Linked DNA regions of Mus musculus: region 1 is linked to region 2. A link is a contact called in public HiChIP or PLAC-seq data. All regions are on one chromosome and are shown on one strand. Each heading gives the region's core, a stretch centred on a gene start, on an enhancer-like site or on the middle of the called end of the contact. The rest is flanking DNA. Distances are from core to core; before and after follow the strand shown.

Evidence for each region. HiChIP or PLAC-seq counts read pairs in DNA pulled down with a chosen protein or histone mark.
Region 1: a CTCF HiChIP or PLAC-seq map of CD8 T cells shows a contact between it and region 2, with 6 read pairs. The contact joins two enhancer-like sites. A contact is called at or near these places in 5 of 39 promoter capture datasets (the 3T3-L1 cell line, the HPC-7 cell line, hematopoietic stem and progenitor cells and 1 more), 1 of 15 datasets of contacts at CTCF or cohesin (CD8 T cells), 16 of 484 Hi-C or Micro-C datasets (the Ba/F3 cell line, CD4 T cells, the G1E-ER4 cell line and 8 more) and 11 of 115 datasets of contacts at active chromatin or transcription factors (CD8 T cells, bone marrow-derived macrophages, differentiating embryonic stem cells and 7 more).

Annotation. Positions count from the first base shown.
Region 1 is chr16:76,352,447-76,359,152 of GRCm38.p6, forward strand. Nrip1 (nuclear receptor interacting protein 1) reads right to left here. Exons shown (of 4, transcript NM_173440.3): 2 at 26-103. Among named protein-coding and RNA genes, the nearest start is that of Nrip1, 17 kb to the right of the region's middle. Within about 2 kb of position 2,050, at least 45 of the 459 cell types and tissues checked have an H3K27ac peak or open chromatin away from gene starts, as enhancers often do. A contact at or near this core is called in CD8 T cells, where this site is marked.
Region 2 is chr16:76,281,241-76,287,940 of GRCm38.p6, forward strand. It overlaps Nrip1 (nuclear receptor interacting protein 1), which reads right to left. Exons shown (of 4, transcript NM_173440.3): 4 at 6,163-6,700. Among named protein-coding and RNA genes, the nearest start is that of Gm30569, 16 kb to the right of the region's middle. Within about 2 kb of position 2,756, at least 22 of the 459 cell types and tissues checked have an H3K27ac peak or open chromatin away from gene starts, as enhancers often do. A contact at or near this core is called in CD8 T cells, where this site is marked.

The DNA.
Region 1 (6,706 bases), core at 800-3,299, 70 kb after region 2:
CAACGAGACAAAGAACAGTCAATACCTCCTGGATGTGTTCCTCCCGAATGTTAAAGGATTATGTCCTGAGAACAGCTCTGCAACCGCTCACAGTCCACGCCTTCTGAAAGCAAGAGAGAGACATGCGTTACTTTGAGTGCGTGAAATGATTTCGATAAGGTGTTTGAAACTGGAGTATTAACTGTGGACTAAGATAATTTATCTCCAAGAAGCGACAGATGACGACTGTATTTTGAGTCTCACATAGGCATGCACGCTTCCCTTGACTATGGCTGCTAATGAAACCGCGTCTAATGATGAAACCACTTACGCTGTAGAATTACTTAGACGCCTGTCTTCAGGCTAACAGTAGACTCTCCCTTGCTAGGATAGAGATGAATTTCTGTGGAAAACCACATCGGGAGTACTTGACATTCATAGAAAGGTTTAAAACACCCAGCTGCTTCTGTCTGTATCCTCTCAAAGTGGCAGCGACAAGGAGAAGGTTGGAGGTGTGTCCAAACTTTTGAAACCACAGCTCAACACTATCACCTTCTCTCAATTCAAGACCCACACAACTGAGCCACCCCACCCTCCACCCTGCTCTTACAAGTGCTTAAGACTTTGTAGCTCTATCCATAACTATATAACTATCTTGGGAAGCAGACGGCCCAAAGGCTACAAAGGATATTCCTGGCTGAAAGATACATTTGGCCAGCAGAGACATGGCCTCCACTGTACAGGCATGGGCTTTTAATGGTTATGCTGATCAATGGGCCAACGGTGCAGTCAACCAGTGATTGGGAAGGTATGATAGACACACCTTGATCTTACTACATCTTTGTTCTACTGGACTCAAGAGTTTACATAGTTGGCCTCTTCAGTGTCTAATCCATAACTTAGGATACGTTTTCCAGGATCATAACATTACAAAAAAAATCTATAAACCAAAATACGAACCTAATACGAAGCTAGTTCACCTTCATTTTACTTGGAGCTTTCAGTCTCTTTATACAGAGGCCAGATTTCTTGGTGTGGTGCCTCCCCCCCCCCCCCCGCCCATGCTAGCTAAACAGGCTTATAACACTCCATCTCTCAGTAATGTTGTGTCTACTTATTGTTGTTCTCATTGTGACTGGGAGTCACTCATTTTTCTTTTACGGGCCCCAAGTATCTGTCATGTCTGTTGCAAGAGCATCTAGCTGACTCTCAGTAAAGAGCTGTTAAGTAAACAGGAGCCTTAAATCCTGAATCGATGAGTACAACCTACTTTGGAAAAAAATCACAAAAGGAGAGTGAATGGTACTTATTTTTCTCTTAATTGCTTTATATCCACACAGTCACACTTTCAGCCCTTTCTCCATACAGCCTCCAGGGTCTACTTTGGAGCTCTGTCTATCCCACAGACGATAGGCCTACCCGTGTAGTGGGACTGTCTTTCCTACAGTTTAAATGTCCCGTGTCACCTGCCTGGTAACCAACACTGCACAAGTCTTCTAAGGACATACATTAGCAAGCCCAGAGCCACCTCCCATCAGCAGCCAAGTTGTCAGCTTAGCTGTGCTCGTCATTACACCTAGAATTGTAACTGAGTAAGATGTCCCAATCCAAGGCTTTACAAGTAGACAAAAGACATCTCCTTGAAAGTGTTGTTTATTCCAGAGAATAATCAAGCAAACAAAAAACTAACAAAAAGGAAAAAAAAATGAAGAAGACATTCAGATAATTAGAGGGGAAAAACATTAGGATTTTTTCAATTATGACATTTTTTTTTCAATCAGCTTAATAAAAACATCCCTGTATCATTTTATGTAATACAATTTAACCTTATTCTGACCTTCCTCATGAGACAAACAAGCCTCTGCATCCAGTAAGGTTCCGTCTGAACTATGGACGTTGATAAGCAATACCTTAATTGCATTCATTTACATGACTTTGAAACTATTCTGGGCTGAAGTCATGACTGCAAGGTCACAGAACACAGAAAAGCAGGACGTGTACCTAGGAGAAAAGATCCACTGACAAGGACAGGAAGCACCCCCTTCACCCCGAGTTAGGAGACATCAAAGGAGTGATGCAATCAACAGGTGCACGCACCCATGCATGCCGGCACATCTGTGCACGCACACTCAGGCCCACTTTACAATCACATACAGAACAATAAGAATATGTTTGAATAAGTCCATCACATACTCTTGGCTCTCATATCTGCCTAAAACTGGGGTAAAGAGGCATTCCATATCCTTTAGCAGCATTAAAAAAAACCCAAAACACATGATAGAGCTAGTATTTTCTACCATCACACAACGATTTCTAGAAACTAATATATGTGTACGTATATACAGTTATAAATAAAGGATGTTATGTATATTAAAATTCTAACTCTGTAATGTATACAGCACCCTTTGTTTATAATTGTTTCCCTAGTTGACCCATATATAACACAACAACCTTACATAAGGGTCAAGGAAACTTATGGAGGAAGGGAGCACAAAGATAATAAAAGCCAGAGAACAGGAAGTCCTCTACGAGATTGTATCTGGCAAAAATGACTGGGAGGCATCACCCACGAATCCTCAACAATATGGCTGCATAAACAAGGTCTGGGCAATGACACCACCAATCAACATGCAAGCATGGGGGAGGGGACTAGAGGATCTTACTGGTCCCCACCCATAGACACACAACTACAGATAACTACAACTAAGAAGCTAAGCAGGAGAGAATGGAGAAATAGTCTTCTCACCAGTATAGCAAAGGGATTCGACTGGGCAGGTTGTTTTTTATGTATCTTTTGCATTTATTTACCTATTTAAAGATAACTACTAGAGAAAAGCAGGCCATGAATTTGAATGGGGTGGGGGCTGGAAAAGGGAGGGGGAATTGATGTAGTTGTATTTTAATTAAGATTTTCTTTCCTCCTTAAAAAAAAAAGATCTATGAGGGTAAGGTGGTAGCTCGGTGGTGGAGTGCTTACATAACATGCACAAGATCTTTCCATCTCCAGATTAAAAAGAAAAAGCCATGAGTTTCTGTTTCATTTTTAATAAGTGGAACAAGCATATGTTCCACTAACTGACTAGAAGACCGCACTTCCAATGTCTCGGGTCCAGTCATACTGCATTAATAAAAGAAAGGAAATACCATAGGTTGAAAGAAATCCACTACCATAAATGACAGGGCACAAGGAGTACTCTTCAAACGCCAAAACGTATCAAGATACACTGAAACAACAACCCTATAAAACAGTTCCTCTACCATAATAAAATGCAAGTCTAAAATAAATTAGATACCACAACACTTTAATTCACCTAAAGAAAGGAAAGTAAACTACACAGATGGGCTGTAAAATACGAATAGATAGATAGATAGATAGATAGATAGATAGATAGATAGATAGGTATATATAGATATATTAGATTCTTTTATTATCTATAGATATAATATATATTATATAGCTAATATATACATTAGATATATTAGCACCAACATAAAGCATCAAATGTTTGTTTGTTTGGGGTTTAATGTACTATCCCAGGAAACTGTCCCAAAATGCTTCTCTCAGTCAAGTCTCCTATATTTAATTTACTAAGCAAACCCTTTGACACTATGCCACCTAAACCAACCTTTTGCAATATAAAAATGACTTAGGGGAAGAGAAACGACACTACAAAAGCCGTGCTTCGTCACCTTCTCTCTGTAGAGAAGTGAAAACATGTTTAGCTCTATAAGAGGAAATTCTCGCACATAGTTTTTGATCAGAAGGAGTATGATGCTGAACTCAAACTCCCAGCACGGCTTCCTATGGACTTCCCTACAGCTTTCCATTGCGCTAACACCTCTGATGGCATGGGGCCCAGCCCACTGCAACCTAGGATCCTCTAGGAAGAACTGGGATGGGTTGAGTGCACACCTACCACGCTGTATGTCTAACTCGCTCCAATAGCATCAGATCACATACGTCACCTTCTCTTTTTCTGGATGCTCACGCCTGTGGAGGTCAGAAGCTGAGGCTGGGTGTCCATCGCATGTTCTGAGACAGAGGCTCTGCCTGAAGGTGGAGCGCACCAGCCCATCGTGCTGGTCTAGCTGGGCCCTGCGTCCACAGCCCAAGTGTTAAAAGACTGCAGGTTCTAAGCATCTGACTCCTTGTTCTCATGCTTACACGGCAAGCGCCTTGCTGACTGAGCCTCCTCCCTACCCCCACTGTGTCCTTTTAAAGTAATAAATTAGAAGGCTTTATTTGTATATATAAATTAATTTGCTTTGGATGAGCTTCGTTTTGAAATACAATTCAAGGTCAATTTTTAGCTTTACAAGAGGAATTTCTCTCTCTCTCTCTTTTTTAACCAGAACGGGTGTGAGGCTGAGTTCAAACTCCCAGCACTGCTTCCAGTGGACTTTGCTACATCTTTTTATTTGCACTAACACTTCCAGTGGCATTTTTGTTTTCTAATAAAAAGGCCACATTGTTTCTCTCGACACTTCTTCAAAGCCCACCTCACTGACAGTGGTTTAAGCTCCTAGCACATTGATTGTGATATTATCCTAAGTTCTAAAACAGCCACAAAATGTCAGGATTTTCCCACTCCTCGGACATTTACAAGACATAGATGCCAAGGTTTATAATCACAACTTGACCACCGTTTATTGTTAAATATTGGTATAACTGGAAACCAATTATCTTAACAGTATAGCATAGCTTTCTGGAAAGAAAAACATCACACAAAATGAAAAAGAAGATGAGGGAAAGTGATCTCCGGGTGTTGGATCATACTTAGAAATGGAATATTAAATGTGCATTCGTCTCTGCGTTCCGTGTGGAGAAGCATGGGTTGAAGAAAGGGGGCTGGGCCTATAACCCAGTTACACGGAAGTTCTGGCCGGCCTCTGCAGCGAGAAGGTGCACACGCCAATTCTGCATCACACGCTTAGACGACTGGAGCAAACTCCACCCACCGTGCCCGCATGGGGCTCTGACATTTTCCTTTTCCTTTTCTGTAGATCACAATGCTTCAACATCATAATGATCTATTTATCTGAAAGACTTTCCCTCTGGAACAGCCTAGGACACAATGCCACCATGCCTCTGGTAGGCACAGTGATCAATCAAGATTCCACCCCCTCCATGTGGCCCACAAACTATATCGTTCTGCTTGTTTCACACTACTGAAGCAAACGAAGATGATTCCTGTATACCAGGTCCAAACCTATACCTAACTCAAGCTACTATATGATATCAGCGATCATATTGTTATATATAAGAAGATGTAGGTCATTAGTTCCTAGCCATTGTACTACCTAGAATTAAATGGCTACATTTAAGACTCCCTAGTCTTAAAAGTTGCTTTCCCTGCCCAGCCCTTCATTGCTTGTCCCATGGAAATCCCAATAAACGCCAGCCCAGTCTCCTCCCTAGCTCCTCTTGGTGGCTCTGGGCAACATTGTTGCTTCCCCACACCACCAAGCCCTGAGCTTACATGTTCTGAGAAGCCATGAGCACAGTAACTTCTTCTTCTGAGCCACTTTCTCATTTCTCAATGACCATACATTCCTAACGAAGAACAGCGTGTGAGCAGGACGTGGAGACTTCTTTTATTTCTCTCTCCACCTTGTAAAACACATATAATGATATGGAGATAAGCCTCCCTTCTGCTTGCAAAAGAGGTGCCCAAGGAAAGCCGCCTGACAATTCTGTAAGCAAAAAGGAAATTCTAGACGGACGACGTCGCTCAGGTTAACACAAGAGAAAGCTATGACGCCGACTGGAAAGGCGAGGTCAAGAGAACTCCAGTTAGACGCACCTGCTATGGACTATGTTAAATCGTAATTTTGTCAAGGAGACACTCCCCTTCCCGCCTCACCTGCTCACCCACCCCTTTTGCATTCAGCTCCATAAACAGCAGTTATCCCCCATTATAAAACAGTCGACGGTTAAAGGACTGAGCCAACCAAGAGCGTACAATCTTCCATAACTGACATTTACAGCATCGGCCTTGGACTTCTAATCTTTCCCAGACGGGCACACAAATCAATCCATCAGCTCATAAAGGTGTGCTTTTTTAACCTCTAAATCAGATGGGATTGGCCAGAAGTGTCTGGCATGTCAAACTGCTAATCACTGCTGCCCTCGGCTTAGGTTGAGGCAGGGTTGCACTGTAACCGACATCAGCCTGTGGGAAACCCATTTAACTGTCACACACCCCTGCCACTCCTGCTAGCCCTTAATTAAGCCTAATGCCTTATGCTCTGACCTTTTGTTCCAGCCTATTAACCCTATCCAGTACAAGTTCAATTACGCTACACTAAAAACTTTGCTGTAAAATATTAAATGCCAAGCTCCAAAAACCATAAGGGGTATTATCTTAACTTTAGGTTCTGGGCACCATGATACTCAATGCATTTAAAAGGAAAAAAAAAATGAGTTCCCTTCTGAAGCCATGCTGATTTTTACAGAAGAACCCCATCTCCGTTCCACCAACCTCCTTATTTTATAAAAAGAACAATTCAGAAAACGTCAAATGACTCACCCATTCCACAGCTCTGCCACGGCTCTCAAACACCACGGTGTCTGTGATTAACAGCTAAACTACCATGGTCAGCATTACAGCATTAGGAAGACAATACTACTTTTCAGTATCTATTAGGAAAAGTTATAGATAATGGATGGATGGATGGATGGATAGAAAGGTAGATAGATAGATATTCCTGAAACACAATAAATCAC
Region 2 (6,700 bases), core at 1,506-4,005:
GCCACCCTTGGGGCACATTTCAGATCCAAATTTTACCTATACGGCTTTTGATCACCATGAAGTCCATGGTTTCCAGGAGCCTACATTCTTACCCCAGGACAAAAACACACTAGAAATAAATCTGATTTAAATGTATAGATTCCCAACAGACTTCTTATCTTTGATGTAGGAAGAAAGGATTATCCTTTAAATAGTTAAGATTAAAAGACATCCTGCTTTTCTCAAGCAAAAAAAGCAAAAACTTATTTTTTTTTTTTCCCTTTTCAGTCCAGAAAGTCAAATCTGGGACATAAGGAAATGACCTCACTTAAGCAAAAGCAGGGATGCTGGACTTGTAACTGCTGTTCTCATTCTTACTATAGCCATCTGTCCTCATGGTCCTTCAATTAAGGACTAACTCCAAAATATCCCTTTTATGTTAAAAAGCCTTGACGGCAGACATCCCTCCTCTCTTCCTTACAACCTCCAGTCTTATAACGAGTGGAAATTGGGAATGGCCTTTATCAGCACTGCTTCACTAGAGAGAGTGAACTGGTTCATCGTCACCGAAAACACCTACTCATCCTGAATATACTCTAGATTTACATTTTCAGGGCTAGTCACAAATATTCTGGGTGCAACGAAGTTTCAGACAAGATCTTATTTCTTCTCAAGGGATAGGAAATGAATTCTCATTCCAACCCTCGGCAAACAGAACACCCTTGCTAAACACATTTATGCCAATTCTGTGCAATCAGAAGAAAGGGAAATCTTATCTAGCAGCTTAGCACCACATGAGATAAGCTCTACATCAAGCTATGTACATTCATTAGTCATGTACGGCTCCATCCAAATCCTAGTGATTTGGTCACAATAGGGAAGTTGCCACATTCAAAACACTCCAATGGCTGATGGCTGAGCTAGTTGGGTACCCGTTGTCATTTCTGTATCCACAGAAATTCGTAGTTCCTTGGGGGAATCTGAAGTAGGCTAGTATTAATTGTAGCTTCCATGAGGTCGAGAATCTTTATCATTAAGAACCTGTTTGCTTGCCTTTGACTTTTTAACAGTAGTCTGAAGTATACTATTTATTCTAATGAGTGCAATAAGGGAAGCTTACAAAAAGTGTTAAGCATTTGTAGTGGGCTCACCAACACATTGATCCCATAGTGGTGAATAATCCTTAGGCAAAGAATGGTAAGGGACTGAAGGTACCTATGGCACCTAGGCAGGAGTGCTCAGAGACAGTGAGTCATACTGCATGTAGGGACAGATGTCTAAGACCTTGGATACATGGAAGAATCTAACTGAATTCAACTAGGCTTCCGTTGTCATCAGTGGTTTTGTTTGAAGAGCCCAGTGGGTTCTTATGCTTTTGAACTAGAATGTCTTTAAAGAAATGGGAGGAGGAAGGCCCAGTAGATACAGAAAACTTGAAATGACAAGTTAAAACTCAGAGTGACAGCATATGAGATGGGTGGGAAGCAACAGATTAAGGAAATCTCAGATGAATGATAGTGATCATAAACCAAAGTCAAGGAGGAACTCCATCTGGAGTCATGGTTTTCCAACATAGGGAAAGGGTGATTAGAAAAACCTGGCAGAGAGCATGCACACTGAATTTGAGACTGGGGTAAGCTGAACTTCAGAAGTTAATAGTATGACAACGTAGATGGGTAGACATAAGTTAGAGGAAACATAAACTTTAGGATGGCTGGATACTTAGAAGGAACTTGAAGTCTGAGCTGTTTGAAGGGCCGGATGGTTAGTATCACTGAATGTCGGTATAGGAAGGAGTCTTAATGGAAGAGAATGTTGAACACAGATGATCTTGGCACTCTGAAAGACACTGGGTTATAAAACCAAATGGATTACATGTCAACAGCTCTCTCTCTCTCTCTGGCTAGGATGGGAGGTAGGGACAGAACGTGTTGTTTGTTTCCAGGGAGGAAGGTCTTTAGGAAAGCAAGAATGGGTAGGAGATGGTGGCTCATGCCTATAATCCCAAACCCTGGGAAAATGAATCTAGACTGCTGCAAATCGAAGGCTAGCCTGCACAAGCCTACAGTACTATCCTGTAAAGCCACGCCCCGCCCCTTCCTCCTAAAAGGCTTTAGTTATAGTATAAATGCCCACCACACTTTTAAAGCTTTCAGACTGCCAAGGGGGGTGGGGGTTAAGGGATGTTATCAAATCTGAAAGCTTTGATCTTGTGAGGGACTTTTTAGTTTTATTAGCAGGAAGAAAACAAATTCAAAAAGAGGAAAGGACGTGGGTGGGTGGAAGTTCATAGCTTCTTTGTGGGAGACACAATATTCATCACACTTCCTGGAAAATCTCCTGGTGACTAGATTGGGCTTTTCACATATGTGTTTGATTTTCAGCACCCAGTCTTTCAGCAGAATGAGGGGTAGCACTCCTACCTTCTGGCCTGGCCAGTACCTACTACTGTTCCCCTGAGGGAACTATAGCTGGTTGCTCCATCCCCTCACTCCTGAGAAAACCAAATAGGTTCCTGTACAAGTGGGGATACCCCATGGATTCTTCATAGCCACACAGCCTATACAGAGTCTCCTCTCAGGCCTAACCTGAGACCAAAACCGTGAAGCCAGTGCTCAGGTGCCTGCTTTGATAAGTTTAACTAAGTGAATGATGCTTTGCTCCAAGTAGAGATAAATGAGAGTCAATTTGTTTTTTGTGGGTACCTTAGTTAGAGTTATTATTGCTGTGCTGAAACACCTGGGAGGAAAGGGGTTGTTTGGTTTATACTTCCTTATCACAGTTCATCATCAGAGGAAGTCAGGACAGGAACTCAAACAGGGCAAGAACCTGGAGGCAGGAGTTGATGTAGAGGCCATGAAAGAGCTGCTTACTGGCTTCCTTCCCGTGGCTCACTCAGCCTGTTTTCTTTTAGAGCCCATGATTAGAGGTGTCCCCACCCTCAATGGACTGGACCCTCCCACGTTAATCACTAATTAATGCTCTGTAGGCTTGCCTACAGCCTGATCTTACGGAGGCATTTTCTCAGTTGGGATTCTCTCACCTCAGATGACTCCAGCCTGTGCCCAGTTAACATACAGCTAGTCAGCACAGAGGGAGCCTATGAAGGTATGAAGGGGGCCAAGTGAAGATGGTTCTTGCTCTCTCCCTGAGAAAACAACTACATTCAAAGTTGCCCATGTGGCTGTCAAAGAAGAATCAATGCCCAAAACCAGGCCAGAGGTAAAGGCATGCTTGAAGATACCACAAGGCTGGCTAACACAGCCAATGGGGTGCTCAAAACTTCAAGGGGCTACCCCTAGCTTTCGGGAAGACTCACACAATGGCTGATGGAAGAAAGGCTTCAGCCTCTTAGGAAAAGTGGAGCTTTCTGATTATAGGAAACGCATCCCACTGTTGTCTTTGAATTAAAAAGCCTAAGGCAATAAACCTGGAGCAGCCCTCTTCCCTGGCGTACTGATCACGCAGGAACCATACCTGTAAACCATTGCCTCTTGGACAGTGGTCTCAAAGGTCAACAGTGACAAACACAAATGAGAAGAGATCACTAGAAAAGGACTGCACAGTTTTCTCAAAGTTGGGGGAACATTTCCATTATGGTTGGAAAAACCAAGAGGCAGACAGCAGCTCCTCTTCTCTGTGACATTAAAAAGGCTCAAAAATTCCAATATATATCCTTACACATGCTCATTGGAGTGGGTCAAGTGTGGCAGAAACTTAGAGGATTTTAAGACTAGTTCCAATTATCCTGCTAATTTGGGAATATATTTACTGATTTCTGGAGGAGAGGTCTTTAGCCTACTCTAGAAGATAGCATCTTGAAAACGTAAATAGTATTACATTAACTACTTACAGGACTGGAGGATTAACTCAATGCCACATGCTGCCAGCAGAACACCTACCCTTACGAGCCACCATAGTATCCTCTTACCTACAAATTTTGGGGAACAAAAACCAGAAGGGCACAGCACATTTACCAATTTAATATTTAAAATCTATTTGCTCTAGCAGAACAGGTCAGTTTAGTGATCCCAGTGGCAGGGAATAAAATTTCAATTTGTTGTTGTTGATATTCCCCAAGCCAATTAAGCATGAAATAGAACCTTGCAAGCATGGGTAATCCCAACTCAATTTGGCTTTGAAGACTCTTCGTATTAAAGACACTGTGCTTTAGTATATATATATATATATATATATATATATATATATATATATATATATACACACACACACACACACACACACACACACACACACACACATATATACATATACATACACACACACACACACACACATAAACTGGTAGTGCTTTTAAAGATTCATCTCAGGTGAGATTGGGCACATTCAGGGTGGATGGGGTTGCCATCCAACAGACAAAACTGTGACCCATAATTGCTCCTGTCTGAAAGTACTGCAGGGATGGAAATGGAGAGGAACCTGAGGAAAAGAAGGTTCAGCAACAGGCCCAAAGCGGGAACCAGCTCAAGGGGAGGCCCCAAGACCTGGCACTATTACTGAGGCTACGGAGCAATCACAAAAATTGACCTATCATGACTGCCCAACAAGCGCCCGAGTCAGATGCAGATATTTTCACTCAACCAATGGACAGAAGCAGCTGACCCTTATGACTGAATTAGGGCAAAGGTGGAAGAAGCTGAGGAGGAGGGAGATTCTGTAGGAGGACCAGCAGTCTCAATTAATATGGACCCCAGAGATCTCTCAGATACTGGAACACCGACCAGGCAGCATACACCAGCTGATATGACGCACCCAACACATATACAGCAGAGGACTGCTGGGTCTGAGTTTACTCAGAGAATATGCACCTAACCCTCAAGAGACTGGAGGTCTCAAGGAGTTTAGAGGTCTGGTGGGGGTGGGGGCAGAGTAGGGACATCCCTGTGGAGACAAGGGGGCAGGGAGGAGGTATGGGGGTGGACTGGGAAGGGGATAAAATCTGGAGTTCAAAATCAATCAATCAATCAGTCAATCCATCCATCCATCCATCCATCCATCCATCTATCTCAGGCAAATGCACTTAGGTTTTCTCACCATGTAAATAAAAACATGGTTTTTCCACCTCTCATTTTGAAGTTCGAGTCTATGTAACCAGTAAGACAAAACCTGCCATTATGCACAAAAGCCTGTACAATAGCAAGGTGTGTCTTTAAGTTTTGGGCTGGGGCTTGTGTGAGTGTTAGAGAGGCCTCTGCCACTGAGCTGTACCTCAGCCTAAACATCTATAAACCTGCTGAAAATACCTGCTGGGATTGGAAGAAGTTTTTAGTGCCAGAAAATCGAATCTGATGCCAGGAAAATGCCTTCCTCCTGAAGTACCAATAGCTCATGAAGAAATATAAACCATTACTGTATCAGATTGCTAGAAAAACAAATGTTTATCCCTGCCCCCCCCCCCGCCCCCTAAATAAGCTGGGTCTGAAGGCTCAGATCTATAACTTTTAGCTTTTTACGAGGCCAAAGAACAATCTATGTCCAAAGCTTGTGTGGACAATAAAGTGATCTCAAGAACCAGGCAGCACACACCAGCTGACATGAGGCCCCCCAACTAAGTTACCTAGTTACCCTAGGTATCTTAGAGAGACCTTGTCTCCAGAGGGAAAACTGAGTTGTGAAGACAGCTCAGTGGGTCGAACTCTTGCTCAGATCGGGGCCTTGTGCTCAGTCTCTGCTACTGCACATGCAAAAGGAAAATGCTCTCCACCACTGCTCACACATGTATACAGGTCACTGCTCACACATGTATACGGGTCACTGCTCACACATGTATACGGGTCACTGCTCACACATGTATACGGGTCACTGCTCACACATGTATACGGGTCACTGCTCACACATGTATACGGGTCACTGCTCACACATGTATACGGGTCACTGCTCACACATGTATACGGGTCACTGCTCGCACGTGTATACGGGTCACTGCTCACACATGTATACGGGTCACTGCTCACACGTGTATACGGGTCACTGCTCACACATGTATACGGGTCACTGCTCACACATGTATACCTCATTCAACTCCTCACCTCATTCAACTTCTCTCCTGTACACATGCATCTTTATTTGGAAAGTGACACAACTTGTTTTTTTGGCTTCAAAACAAACAACCCCATTAAAAAATGAAAGAAGAGCCTCTGATAAAAATCTTAGGACAAAGTATATGTATCTAATTAACTTTATTTTGGAACACTGTACAAACTTCAGTTTAAAAAAAAAAAACAAAACCATGTAGTGGTCATTCAGTTACATACTGAGAAATGGAAGACAGACCACAGGCCAGCTGTCATTTTGAGCTATACTTTAATTACAGGTTTCTAAATATACTAACTTGCTAATCAGTTGCTTATTTTTTTCCCCCTTCATTTTTCTGAGACAGACAAAATACATGTCTATTGCTTTTTTCCTTTTTCTCTCTATGACCTTGGACTTTAACATTAATGGAAAACCTAAAAACCAGAGAAAGCCCACAAAAAAGAAGCCATTTCAAGTTAGAGACAATGCATTTCTCATTTATTCAAATTCACTGCAGGAAGTAAACACTAAAAGATTTAAAAAAAAATTCACACTGCGGTATGTACAATTCATTACATCACATAAAGAAATCAAATTTAATAATAAAAATGGCAAATTAATATCACTAAGCAGGCTGCATCAAAACTGGCTGTAAACCCAAGATTCTTACCATGAACGGTAATGT